2 separate regions of the Mus musculus genome follow, and region 1 is linked to region 2. A link is a contact called in public HiChIP or PLAC-seq data. All regions are on one chromosome and are shown on one strand. The core of a region is the stretch at or near the end of the contact, and the rest is flanking DNA. Distances in the headings are between cores, read along the strand shown. Region 1 overlaps Gm31223 (predicted gene, 31223). Region 2 overlaps Gab1 (growth factor receptor bound protein 2-associated protein 1).

What was found. HiChIP or PLAC-seq counts read pairs in DNA pulled down with a chosen protein or histone mark.
Region 1: an H3K27ac HiChIP or PLAC-seq map of embryonic stem cells shows a contact between it and region 2, with 5 read pairs. The contact joins two enhancer-like sites. A contact is called at or near these places in 6 of 484 Hi-C or Micro-C datasets (cerebral cortex, cortical neurons, granulocyte-monocyte progenitors and 3 more), 2 of 115 datasets of contacts at active chromatin or transcription factors (embryonic stem cells and large pre-B cells) and 2 of 9 other capture datasets (adipose tissue and embryonic stem cells).

What each region holds. Positions count from the first base shown.
Region 1 is chr8:80,973,364-80,979,361 of GRCm38.p6, forward strand. It overlaps Gm31223 (predicted gene, 31223), which reads left to right. Exons shown (of 4, transcript NR_168642.1): 3 at 5,911-5,972. Among named protein-coding and RNA genes, the nearest start is that of Gm31223, 27 kb to the left of the region's middle. Within about 2 kb of position 2,813, at least 18 of the 459 cell types and tissues checked have an H3K27ac peak or open chromatin away from gene starts, as enhancers often do.
Region 2 is chr8:80,821,154-80,827,406 of GRCm38.p6, forward strand. All of the region lies in intron 1 of Gab1 (growth factor receptor bound protein 2-associated protein 1), which reads right to left. Gm51580 (a long non-coding RNA gene) reads left to right here. Exons shown (of 3, transcript XR_003947572.1): 3 at 675-1,256. Among named protein-coding and RNA genes, the nearest start is that of Gm51580, 10 kb to the left of the region's middle. Within about 2 kb of position 4,723, at least 8 of the 459 cell types and tissues checked have an H3K27ac peak or open chromatin away from gene starts, as enhancers often do.

The DNA.
Region 1 (5,998 bases), core at 1,563-4,062, 150 kb after region 2:
CCAAAGAAAGAATCTAAGTTTAGCTTAGAATGTTTTCTTCTGATTTTGCTGGGGCTTAAGGGAAGATGGTCCAAGCTGGGAGACAAGCTTTAAAATTTTATTAGACGCGCGCGCGCACGCGCGCGTGTGTGTGTGTGTGTGTGTGTGTGTGTGTGTGTAGCCATGTCATTTGGGTGTCATGGTCTGAGGACAACTTTCAAGAGTTAGTTCTTCTCTCCTACCATGTAGGTCCCAACGATTGGACTTGGGCTGTTACACTTTGTGGAAAATGCCTTTATTTATTGAGTCATTTCATTGGCTGGAAAGGCAAGTTGTTGTTGTTGTTGTTATTATTGTGCTTAGCTATACCAAGGAAAGCAACACACCTTTGTCTACTAGCTGATCTGCTTATGAAATTGCTTCTGCTGTTGGAGAATCTAAGAGGGCAGAAAACATCCAGGGAAAGAAACTGTCCAGCACAGACCTATGGAGGCATATCATCAATTTCAGTGACAAGTTGGTTTTCCATGTTGTAAGTCTAGATCTCAGCATTTTCCCCATTAACTCTGGATCGCGGCTTGAGAACAGACTGCTCCTGGCATTACCAAGTTAAGGTCAAGCTTGTCTTTCACACCTGAAAATGGATTTCTGTGGAAATAGAAGTTGTCAAAAACACGAGTATGATTTGTAAATGTGTCCTGGCTTAGCCAAGCACACACTGTGCTAGAGAGATGAAATGACTTCAGAGCTCTGCCCTGGAATGTTCTGTTGTTTTGATATTGAGACCATCTAAACCACAAGGCAACATCCTGAAAAATGCTCACCTCTGTTCTTGTTCATCTCAATAAACTAGGGTCCTTGGAAGGGAGTGGAGGAAAGAGGATGACCCAAAATTAAGAAATAAAAATAAACTTCCAAGGAAGACATGGTGTTCTTTTGGGGTCAAGCACATTTTGTTAGTTATTTCCTTTATTATAGCCATGGAAAGATTGAAAATAAGCTGCCAATAGCAGCAGCATTAAAAAGTAAGTTTATTGGTCTGCTGTGTTAGCCATGGCAAAGCTATCAATATTGTTTCTCTGTTGGAACTCATATATGGTCTAGTCTCTGAACTGAACTGGACATTTCCTTGGAAGACAGGTGCCTAGGATACTTTCCTTAAGCATTTTCACCTATTTCATAATTACAGAATTTAAATTACTTAAGTGCTTCATTTATTAAATATTAACTATTTAAATATGTATTTAAATAAATTAAATAGGTAATTTAAATTATTTAAATGCCCTGACGGTGGACAAGATGGTAAAGGAAGTACAAAATGACAAAAGGTGATTAATTTGTCACCACCATGTAGAGTTGAGTTCTTTAAGGTGGGTAGCCACGAGCCTCATGAGACCACATCCTCTTAAATTGTGGCTAGTGTACCCAAGGGACTGACACGTTATTTAACTTACATTTAAGTGGATACTCAGCATAGAGATTGCAAACAACTCTTCACTGGGCACTGACCTTTCTCCTTTTTCACTCTCTCTCCTTCCCTCCTCACAAGAGCTTGCCATGTAGCCCAGGCTGGTCTTGTACTCATGATTCTCTGGACTCAGCCTCCAAGTCCTTAAATTCTTCCTTCCCTCTATTTTTTTTTAAAAGATTTATTTTATGTATATGAGTACACTGTAGCTGTCTTCAGATACACCAGAAGAGGGCATCAGATCCCATTACAGATGGTTGTGAGCCACTATGTGGTTGCTAGGAATTGAAATCAGGACCTCTGGAAGAGCAGTCAGTGCTCTTAACTGTGGAGCCATCTCTCTAGCCCCTTTTCCTCTAGTCTTACACCTTAGGAGGCTTGACTCAAAAGAACTGTCAACTGTAAACTCTTTCGAGTTTATATTAATAAACTAAGCACCAATAGGAACAACCCAGCAAATGAAGAAACATATAAAATACAACTACCACACAACACACCCCAGAGACTGTCTCTGACCACTTCTTCCTCAAGGGTAACACCTTACTCTCCATATCAGATTAACTTTTTTTTTTTTTTTTTTTTTAACTATAAGGAATGGGTTGTGGCTTGCTAGCTCCTGGTTTGGTTTGTGTTCCTATTTCTGTGTGGTGTGGGCCTGGCATACAACAGATGTAGGACGACACCCCAAAGGCTGCACATGGACAGTGGATTTGGACTTTCTAAAGCTCTCCTTACCTGGACAGTCTTTAAACCAAGTGCATGGCCACAAATGAATTTCTGGCTCTCTGTGCAGGTGTAAGTTACTACCTGGTAGCATTTCCCATCATCCTGAAGACCTTTGCTTCTTCACACAGAACAAATATCAGAGGAAAGCTGTTTTTTTTGTCCAATGTTATCTATGGCTTGGGTGTAAGGTGCCCATGTGTTTGCGACTTGATCCCTAGGTGGTGGTACTCTGGGCGAGCTGTGGAGCCTTTACAAGGCGTAGGAGGAGGAAATGGGCCTGAGTAAAGACAAGCTTAAAATCTATAGGCTGGCGCCACTTGCTTTTCTGTCTCTGCTTCCCAGACCTCAGAGCTGAGCAGTCTCAAGCTTCTGCCACCAGAGCCCAGAGCCATCTGCACACAGGCCTCCCCTTCACCATGGCCCACACTGTCAAGCTAAGTCAGAGCAAGTCCTTCCTTGTTCAGGGTGCTTGTTCTGTGTTTGCCATCAATAAAAACAGTAACTAATACTTCTATTTCCCTGGCTACATTCACTTGGAGTTTTTCTTTCCAGGTTTTACAGATGTCCTATAACCACCTTCAAGCTTGAGTGCTCTCTGACATCGCCCATTCTTTGAGTCAGAGGTTTTCTGTAAAGTACTCTGATAACTATGCTACTGACAGTTTGCCACAAGCACTCAAGGATGCCATAGTAGCATAAAAACTGAGTATGTAAGTCAGCAGGGACTAGTGTTTCAGTTTAGCTTCATGCAAAGGTGGCCTGGGGGCAGGAGAGTCTGCTGAACTTGGTTTTCTGTATGTTCTCCTCTAGCTGTGTTTAGGGTTTTCTCCATCACTGCTTCTAAGTAACAAGATAGCGGTGGCCTTGGTGTGAGCTTAGTCTCAGGCCTCAGTTAATCCTTGGATCTTCCATTTCTCTCCACATGATTTCCTTTACATTTAAGTTTTTAGTTTGCAGCTTCCCTCTTTTCCATTCATTTTTTGGATCTAATCGGTTTTCACTTGTGAGTGGAAACATGTCTTCCTGACTTTGAATGATAATTTTGATCACTATGAATTTACTTTCCTCAATGTTTATTGGATTTTGTTCTATTAGCCACACAATAAATGAAGTAGAATCAGACTCTTTCAAAGTTTCCCTTCTACTGCTAAGCCTTCTCTTCCTTGACCAGGAACTAGTCATGGAAAGCAGGGAGAAGAGTAGAGGGCAGCAGGACCAGGCCCACTAGAAATGCTCCATGGGGCTTACCTCCAGCCTTTACTAATGTGTGCTCTGGGAAAGTCTATTTCCTTCTGTCACTGCTCCTCCAGTTTTGATTATCAACTAATTTTTAAGATGTGGAAAAATACTCATTCTGATGTTTATGGGCAGACACCCACTATGCAGCACACAGACAACACTTAGCATTGTACTAATTTCCTAGGGAAAAGCCCTAGGAAGAAGGATTAATACCCCCACCTTGGCCCCAAGCAGCTCTCAAGCAGCTTTCTTATTAAAACTGCATCCTCAAATGCAGATGCCCAGTGCTACATTAGTCTGGATTGAGGGAGGCCTGAACCTGGAGTACTTAAAAAAAAAAAAAACTTCCCAACTGATTTGTGGTTTTTTTGAGACAGGGACTCTCTTCATAGCCCTGGCTGTCCTGGAACTCCCAATGTAGACCACACTGGCCTTGACCTCAGAGATCCATCTGCCTTTGCCTCCTGAGGGCTGGGATTAAAGGTATGGGACTGTATACCCAGCTTCCAAGTGATTTTAACATTAGTGGAATGTGAAAACAACAAATGAAAGCCTATGTTTTCATACCCCAAATCAATGCAGAAGGGTGTGTTGCTGTGTAGTACACAAGGCAAAATATATCAAGAGGAAAAACAACTGCAGGCCATAACAGACATTGAGAGAGCTGGCAATACACTTGGCTGACTTCTTAGATTCTATTTTTAATGTTAAAGCCACACTGGTTATGTAACATCGGGGCTAAAGGTTTTACATAACTTCTGAATGCCTGAAACTTAGATTGTTGATTTTATAGAAATGTCAGTTCTCTTGTCTTTGAAAATTACTTCTGTAGGAATTTCTTCTTTGCCTGGGAAAGTTGCAGTTTAATAAGCATTTTTTTTAAAGCACCGTTTACTTTGAATCCTTTTGTAAAAAGAAATCCTCTATTCATTTTGAGGTCCATTCATTTCTAACAAAGGACTTGGTAAAATAATTAACTTTCATTTAGAGTGTTTTCTAATCCTGACTTATGACGTCCCTCAAGCTTTAGTAACTTCACACTTCTTGGGTGTTTTAAAACATAAATAACCTCACCTTTTGCACCTCAGGAATAGTTTCAGAAATCCAAACTCAACAGAAACACTGTTGATAGCAGTGAAATATATAAAGCAGATTAAGACCTGATTTTATTTGTCCCAGGCTGATTCTGAACTTCTATGTTGGTGACGATGACCTGAACTTCTTCCTGATCCTCTTGCTCCTACCTCCCAAGCACTGAGATTAAAGATGTGGACCATTAAAGACTGGTTTAAAGATGGGTGCTGGGAATAAAACCCAGGGATTTGTGCCTGCTAGACAAAGCACTCTGCAAGCTGAACTACAGACCTCAGGCCCTACAGAATAGCATTTTTGAGAAAAGACGCTACATACAAATCTTATTGCCTTTGAAACACTTCCTTAAAAGTGCTCTAGAGTATATAGACTATACTATGTAACGTATACATCTTAAAAGTGCGCTAGAATATACAGACTATACTATGTAATGTATACATCTTAAAAGTGCTCTAGAGTATATAGACAATACTATGTAACGTATACATCTTGAACAAAAGAAGTAGCGAAGTGGTGACTTCAGGTAACTGGACAAGTTGTACCATTTTTTTTTTTTTTAAAATGGTGCTGGGCACAGAAAGAGCATCCAATCCTCATGTATAGCAGGACAGCACTTAAGGGCTAGTATGTGAAAAGAAAATATTTCTGTAGATAACACCATCATAAAATGTGGGAAGCCACATGTACCGTTGCTGAGTGGCACTGACTACTGCTGGCCACCATGCATAAGATTGGACAAACAACCTATGTGTACATATGCAGTAAAGTTTTTTGCAAAGACACTGCCTGGCCCAGGCATGATAATGAGGTTCTGTAAGGTATTGAGAGTATAACCAATCAGATGTGAGACATGCAAATGATGCATGATAATGAGGTTCTGTAAGGTACTAAGAGAGTAACCAATCGGATGTGAGACATGCAAATGAGGTATGATAATGAGGCTCTGTGAGGTACTGAGAGAGAGTAGCCAATCAGATGAGGAACATGCAAATGAGGCTTAGTGCATAACCAATCCGGGTATGAGACACGCCTCTCCTAGGCCTATAAAAGCAGCACCAGTTCTGGGCTCGAAGTCTTTTCGCCTCTGCAATCAAGCTCTCCCAATAAACGTGTGCAGAAGGATCCTGTTGCAGCGTCGTTCTTCCTGGCCAGTCGAGCAGCGCGCGCAAGAATAAAAGAACAGTTAAATGAGCAGAGAAAACCACACTTTCCCTCCTGCTGTGTGAATGCATGTGGTGTGTGGAGCCCAGCACACGGCTTGTAGAAGCTGGCGCTCTCTCCACCATGTGGCTCCTGAGGACTGACGTCAGGTCCTCAAGTCTCACTCACATCAGGCACTCTTTACACAGACTTATCTCATTGGTTCTCCACATTACAGATTTAAGAATCATTTTTTTTCTTCTCAGGTGTGATTTAATGAGCTGCTTGAAACTGTCAGAAGGATCTCAGTACTTCTAAGACACAATGAGTGAGTATTGTGTCTCTACCCAGTGA
Region 2 (6,253 bases), core at 3,473-5,972:
CTTGATCCAGGGACCCATGTCAGAGTGTCCTCTGATCTCCACACCTGTGCACCACCTCATAATGATAATAATTGTTTTAAACGCAAGGATCCACCGTTCTGTTTTGAATTAAGTCATTTATACTGGCTCTCAATCTACCAAGATACATAGCTCCATCTACAAACCCCACCCTCAGAAGTTTTCCCTGTAAATAAGTATTTATATAAAATTTGGCTATTTTAGCCAGTGGGGGTGGTAGTTCTTAGATGCTAAGAAACTGTCTCACTTTTACTTTCTTTCATATTAAATTGAGGCCATCTGTTTAAAGTAACAGCAGTTATTTTTAGCAGTTAGACAAGAGGGTACTTATAAAAACCAGAAACAGTCACCTCTTCTCTTCTTAGCCAGTGCAGGGCTTCACGTTCACACAAAGCTCCCAGGGTGTTACTACCCACTATTCCAGACGGTTCTAAAACCCTACACAGCAGGTCAAGAGTCATCTTTCCCAGTCCTTCCGTTTTCAGCAGTTTCTAAGCATGGACGAGGCAGGAACCTGAGGCTTTTACTGCCACGTGACAGTATCTGTTGACAGCGCTCACGGCACAAGGTGTCTGCTTTTTAAGAATTTGTGTGTCTCTGATGAGGCAGGCTGTTTACTTCCTACCTAATGTCTAACCTGAATTCCTTTCTTCTAGATGCAGAAACCTGTGTCTTCAACCCCTTGTCTCCTGGGGGACAGTGACATGGGGAAGAAAAACTACAGTAAATGCACGTGTGATTGTCTCCTTCACATACACAGCAGTGATCTGAACAAGAAAAGTCAAGTCTCGAAAGCCCCATGCCTTGCCCGGTCCCCGCCTCCCCTCCAGTACTCTGAAGTAAACTACCCTGCTTCTATGTACTTTGCCCTTGCCAGGTCAGATACTGGGTTAGGCTTATTCCAGAGCAGGCCTTCCAAGGTGTTTCCACTCTCCTAGTTATTACGTTAATTGTACATGTTCAGAGCTACAGTTTGATAGCTGGAGACAGCCAATAATGATCAAATCATAGTAGTAAAATATGTACTCCTTAAGCATTACATTTCTTTCAATTAATGTAATAATCCTGAAAAAAAAGAAAAAAAATGTAATAATCCTATGTGTTTGTAGGGTACAGCGCAATGTTTCGACGCATGCATACGATGTATACGATGTGTACTGACACAGTCAGGGTCATCAATGTCTCCATCCTTGTTGTTACTTTGTGTATGTGGCAGCACAATTCACAAGATGTGTAATCAATTTAGATGACCATTGGTGTGATGGATATGGAAAAATGACATATCAATTTCAGGATGTATGCAATGGAATATTATTCAGTTACTAAAATGATAGCCTATGATAGGCACTGAAACTGATGGAGCTGGAAGTTAATTAAGTTAACTAATTAGTTAATGTTATGTCTAGTTAGTCTAGCATGGGAAGGTAAGTGTCGCATGTCCTCTCTTACATGGGGATGCCAAAGAGTTCACAACACATACAGCCACATACACCAGTAATCGTTAAGAGGCTAAGGGCATTGGGGAACAACTAGTAGTCCAATCACAGTCAGGAAGAATAAAATCATTCTAAAACTCAACAGCACAATGGAGGAGATACAGGCTATACCACCTAAGCAATATTTTAGACATGACTTTAGAAAGACTCAAGTGCTCACAGCCATCCTTAGTCCTTTTGGGCTATCCTTTCGGAAGCAGGGTCTCATGTAGCCCAAGCTAGCCTTGTATCCCCTATGCAGTTGAGGGTGCCCTCAAATTTTGCATCTCACCTCCAATTCCCAGGATTATAGACATGCTGAGAGTCACTGTAATCCAAAAATTTCCCCAAGTTTAAATTCAATATTCGAAGGATTTATTATCTCATGGGAGATACAGGGCCTGTGGCACAGCTCTGCGATTCCTTGTCCTGACATCTAAATCCTTACCCGAAATGCTGTTTTAATAAATATTTCCTACACTGAGAATGTGCAGTAACTGGACATACAAAAATCCAGGTGGCAGGGATACTTCCCAGTCTCTCTGGCAGTCAATTGTGGACCGATAACCCGAGTCTCTCAACAGACACAGCATGGCAAAAATGTACCTTTTCTAGATTCAGGCCTAGAATTCAGGTTAGACATTAAGTAGGAAGTAAACAGCTTGCCTCATCAGAGACACACAAATTCCTAAAAATACACAAGTTGTGCCATGAACACTGTCAGCAGTTTGACTTCCCAGGCCACCCTCTGCCTCCAGCTGAGACACAGGCATAGCACACCCTAGCTCCTACCATGAAGATGGCTCTACCAGAGGCTGGGAGCTGGAGCAACGGGTGGGAGGAACTAGAATGCCTGCAAGCGGCACGCTACAGTGCATGCCAGCAAGATCCTCCCCATTGGGGCAGCAGGCAAAGCAGTCTTAGCTGCTTTGGGTCAGATTTTGAAGTCTCTGTTCAGCCGTCGTGGCTGGGAGCAGTACCTTACTACATGTGAGGCTGTCCCAGGTGTGTCCCATGGACTATCTCATGCGTGAGTTTTGGGCACAAGAGCTGCTATTGTTCCCTGCTTTGAAATAAAGACAGGGACATGATGGGCTGGATGTCTTATTGTCCCCTCAATAGTAGTGCAGTCTGGTACAATGATCAACTGCAGGCCTGCGTGGTGCAGAGCACAAACAGCCAGTGACTGCAGATGCTGTGTCCTCAGGGAAAGTTCCTTGTTACACAGAGTTTCTCTCTGACATTTTTCCTCTGTGGACTCTCTCATGGATCTGGGCCAGAAACATTAGCTTAGAATTAAGGGATTTATATTTGACTTGTTCACAAATACACTTAATGTACTGCTTACTTTTTATTACATTATAAGGCTATGTGTGTCCACTCCTGTGCACGTGCACGCACGCCTTGCTGCACGCACGCCTTGCTGCACGCACTGGTAAGCACCTTTACCTGCTAAGCCATTTCACCAGTTCCGTAATCTAACTATTACAGCAGATTTATGTAAAACTCAAAAACTCTGAAGGAAGCAGCTTCAGAAGGAAACGTTTTTTACTGTTCAGAAATTCTGTGGAGGTTGCTGAGTGGTGGTGGCGCACGCCTTTGATCCCAGCACTCAGGAGACAGAGGCAGGTAGATATCTGAGTTCGAGGCCAGCCTGGTGTACAGAGCGATTCCCAGGACAGCCAGAGCTACACAGAGAAACCCTGTCTCGAAAAACCACACACACACACAAAAACAATAGATAGTCAGACAGACAAGATTCTACTTCGTCTCATGGAAGGCCAAGCAGTTCACACCACAGTTCATTCCTATAAAACCTAGATTATTAAAAACGAACTCATTCTGCCATCTGTGTCGGCTACAAAGGGGCCATGAAGCGTGGTTAAATAACACAGGCTCTCCTGATAAAAGGCGGCTACACGCCATTACTCTCCCAAAGTCCTGAAAGCAGGAGGGGCCAGTGAGACATGAACATGTGGAAGATGAGAGAGTGAAGGAGGGGCTCCTGGAGGATAAGAGCCTTTTGCCTTTTTCTCTGTAAAAACATCATTCTGCTAGGGAATCCTTTCATCTTCTAGAAAGCTCTGATAATTAAGTGCCAAAATCCACCTAATTTATTCACTCAACAAACATGTACTGAGCACTGACTGTCTCCAGAGTGTTCTGCCAGGGGCTGGATGCACATTAGCAAAAGTCCATCTTGTTGTTATCCTAAGTCAAGCTTGAGAAAAATTCTACATTAATCTGCTTTTGTTCTTCAACAGCTCCAGTCACCAAAGCATAAGGAACCAGACCTCTGCTTTCCTCCGTTATCAGACAGGTGTCCCTCTGTCACAGGGGTCTGGAAGCCCCCTTGTATTTATGCTTCAAGCAGCACAGTGGACTCAGCGGAAACCCCAGCACCCCATCTCGGGGTCTCTCTCTCCTGCTGATCCTTTTAGAAGTTCCTGGTCGTCCACCTGTCTTTCCAATGCTGTGGCCAAGCTCACCAGGTTTTAATCAATATGAGCTGAGTGAAGGACGGGAGGTCTTTGACAGCAGGAGCAAGTCTCTCATTATCTATTAGTCTCCTCATTGTATGCGTGGTTATACAGACTAAGGAAAGAAGAGGCAGCTCACAGGGCCAATCATGTCTCTCCAAATCAAAACCCCCCTTCCCTTGACTGTGGCTGTGGACACACAAGACACCAGCTGTGGGCAAGGTCCTGTCCTTCCAAGTGGCCTGGGCAGCACTCTGTCACTCACAGGGAGCTCAGCTTTTATGATCCTCCTTATGCCGCTCTGCTCCCTGGCACACCCTGAAGTTGGGGAAATGAACCCAGCTGCAGAGTGGAGATACCGTCTATGCCCTCCTATGGATGTATCCCTCTTCTGCCCCAGTCATGAAGAAAGCAAAGAAAAAACACAGAACAATCTGTGGGATGCAGGAGATGAGGATACGCTTGAAATATGGCCTGTCGCCTTAAAAGCAGAAATTCACATGAAAGCTTTTAAAAAATCCTGTGTGTGTGTGTGTGTTTACCCACAGTGGCTACAGAAAGGCATTGGATCCCTAGGAGATAAAGTCCAATCAGTTGTAAGCTGCCTGATGTGGGTGCTGGGAACTGAACTCAGATCCTCTGGAAGAGTGGCAAGTGTTCATTTCTCTAGCTCCTCTAAACAACGTTTTATACTCTCTTCACCCTCACCAATAACTTCCTGCTTTGCTCCAAAAATCCATCTCTGAACAGTGCTTCTTCAAGCGTTACTTCAAATCAACCGTGCTTTCTGTTGGCTACCACTCTTCAGAAGCACAAAGTCCCAGCTATGGCAATGGCTCACAGTTTACTAAGCTGCAAAGTGTGGCACAAACTCTTGGTGACTCTTATAATTTCATTTCTCCATTTTCCCTAGCAAATGTCAGCAAGCGTCTGAAAAGGGCGAGACAGTAAATGTGGTGTGCTTTGAAGTCTATATGGTCTCAGGGAACTGAGCTCATTCACTGTGCTATATGAAAGGAGACACAGACCCTCCACAGGCCAAGGGCATGGCTATGTCTCAACATGATTTATTTGCAAGTACAGGTGACACGATTGGCACCACCGATCCCTCATCCCTACTCTACGCTAACAGAACACGTGTGTATCTCCCAGCCTCCCCTGCAGCCATGGACAAATGACTGTTGTGTATAATTGGGCATGAATGCAGACGGCCACACAAATCAAGACCGTCTCCCTTTTCTTGAGCTGAAATTAGAATTATCTGACTGCGAAGGTCAGGCCAGCTTTCAGAATGACAAGAGAAACAAGCTGGAAGGAATCACCTGGGCTGGAGGAAGGAGCAGGAGGGACAGAGAGACGTAGGGAAGGATGGAGAGAGGGAGGGGGAGAGCAAATAAACCAAAGTGGGTTTGTTGTTTAGTTCAATGGGCTTTGGAGATCTTTCATAAAGACTTGCATTTCCGTGCGTAGTTCTGGGCAGGAGACTGTAATTGACTCAGAAAGGAAAAGTAACTTTATTTAACGAACCCCAGTGATCCAAGCACAGTTCCACACCGTGGAATCTCGTGACTCGCCATGATTTATTAATAGCAAAGTCTCTAATATCTCGGAGAGGCCAAGTCAGTGCTATGCTTTAACACGCAACCTCCCTCTTACCTTTAAAATAAGTGTTACTATTGTCACTTTTAGAAACGAAGTTTGGGAGCAGTTGTACAGATGTCTTTGGGGACATAGAATTCTTAACCACATTCTTTCTCCCAAATCAACTCCCTTGGTGGAAAAAACAAACCACAGCAACATGCAGTCAACTGTAGGCCGATGCTTAAGAGATGGCTTTGTGACTCTGGGTTTCAACTTTCAAACTGAAAAGCACCTCTAAGATTCACTGGCAGATGGCTCTGGTTTAATTATGACTCTCCTTTAAGAGCCAACTAAACCAATAACACAAGATTAAATGCCTTACCCAGATTCCTTTGAAAAACTATGAGAATGCCAAGTGGATTTCATCAGAGAGCCCAAGGACTGCCAACCCCCAGTCCTGGCCTCGTGGCCGGTGTCCTTACCTCTTCCTCGCTTGCCCAGTGGACCTTAACAATCTACACGCTTACTCCCCGCACCAGGTGCAGCAGTGGCAAAATCTACTTGAAGAAGTGATTTTCCTGCCCTGTCTGTCTGGTGTGGCATCCATCCCTGCTGGAGGTTTGGCACCCTTGATGGGGGCCATCTGGCTCCGTTTCCTTCACTGCCACAGCCTTTCTTGTCCTATGCGGCCTGGGAGAT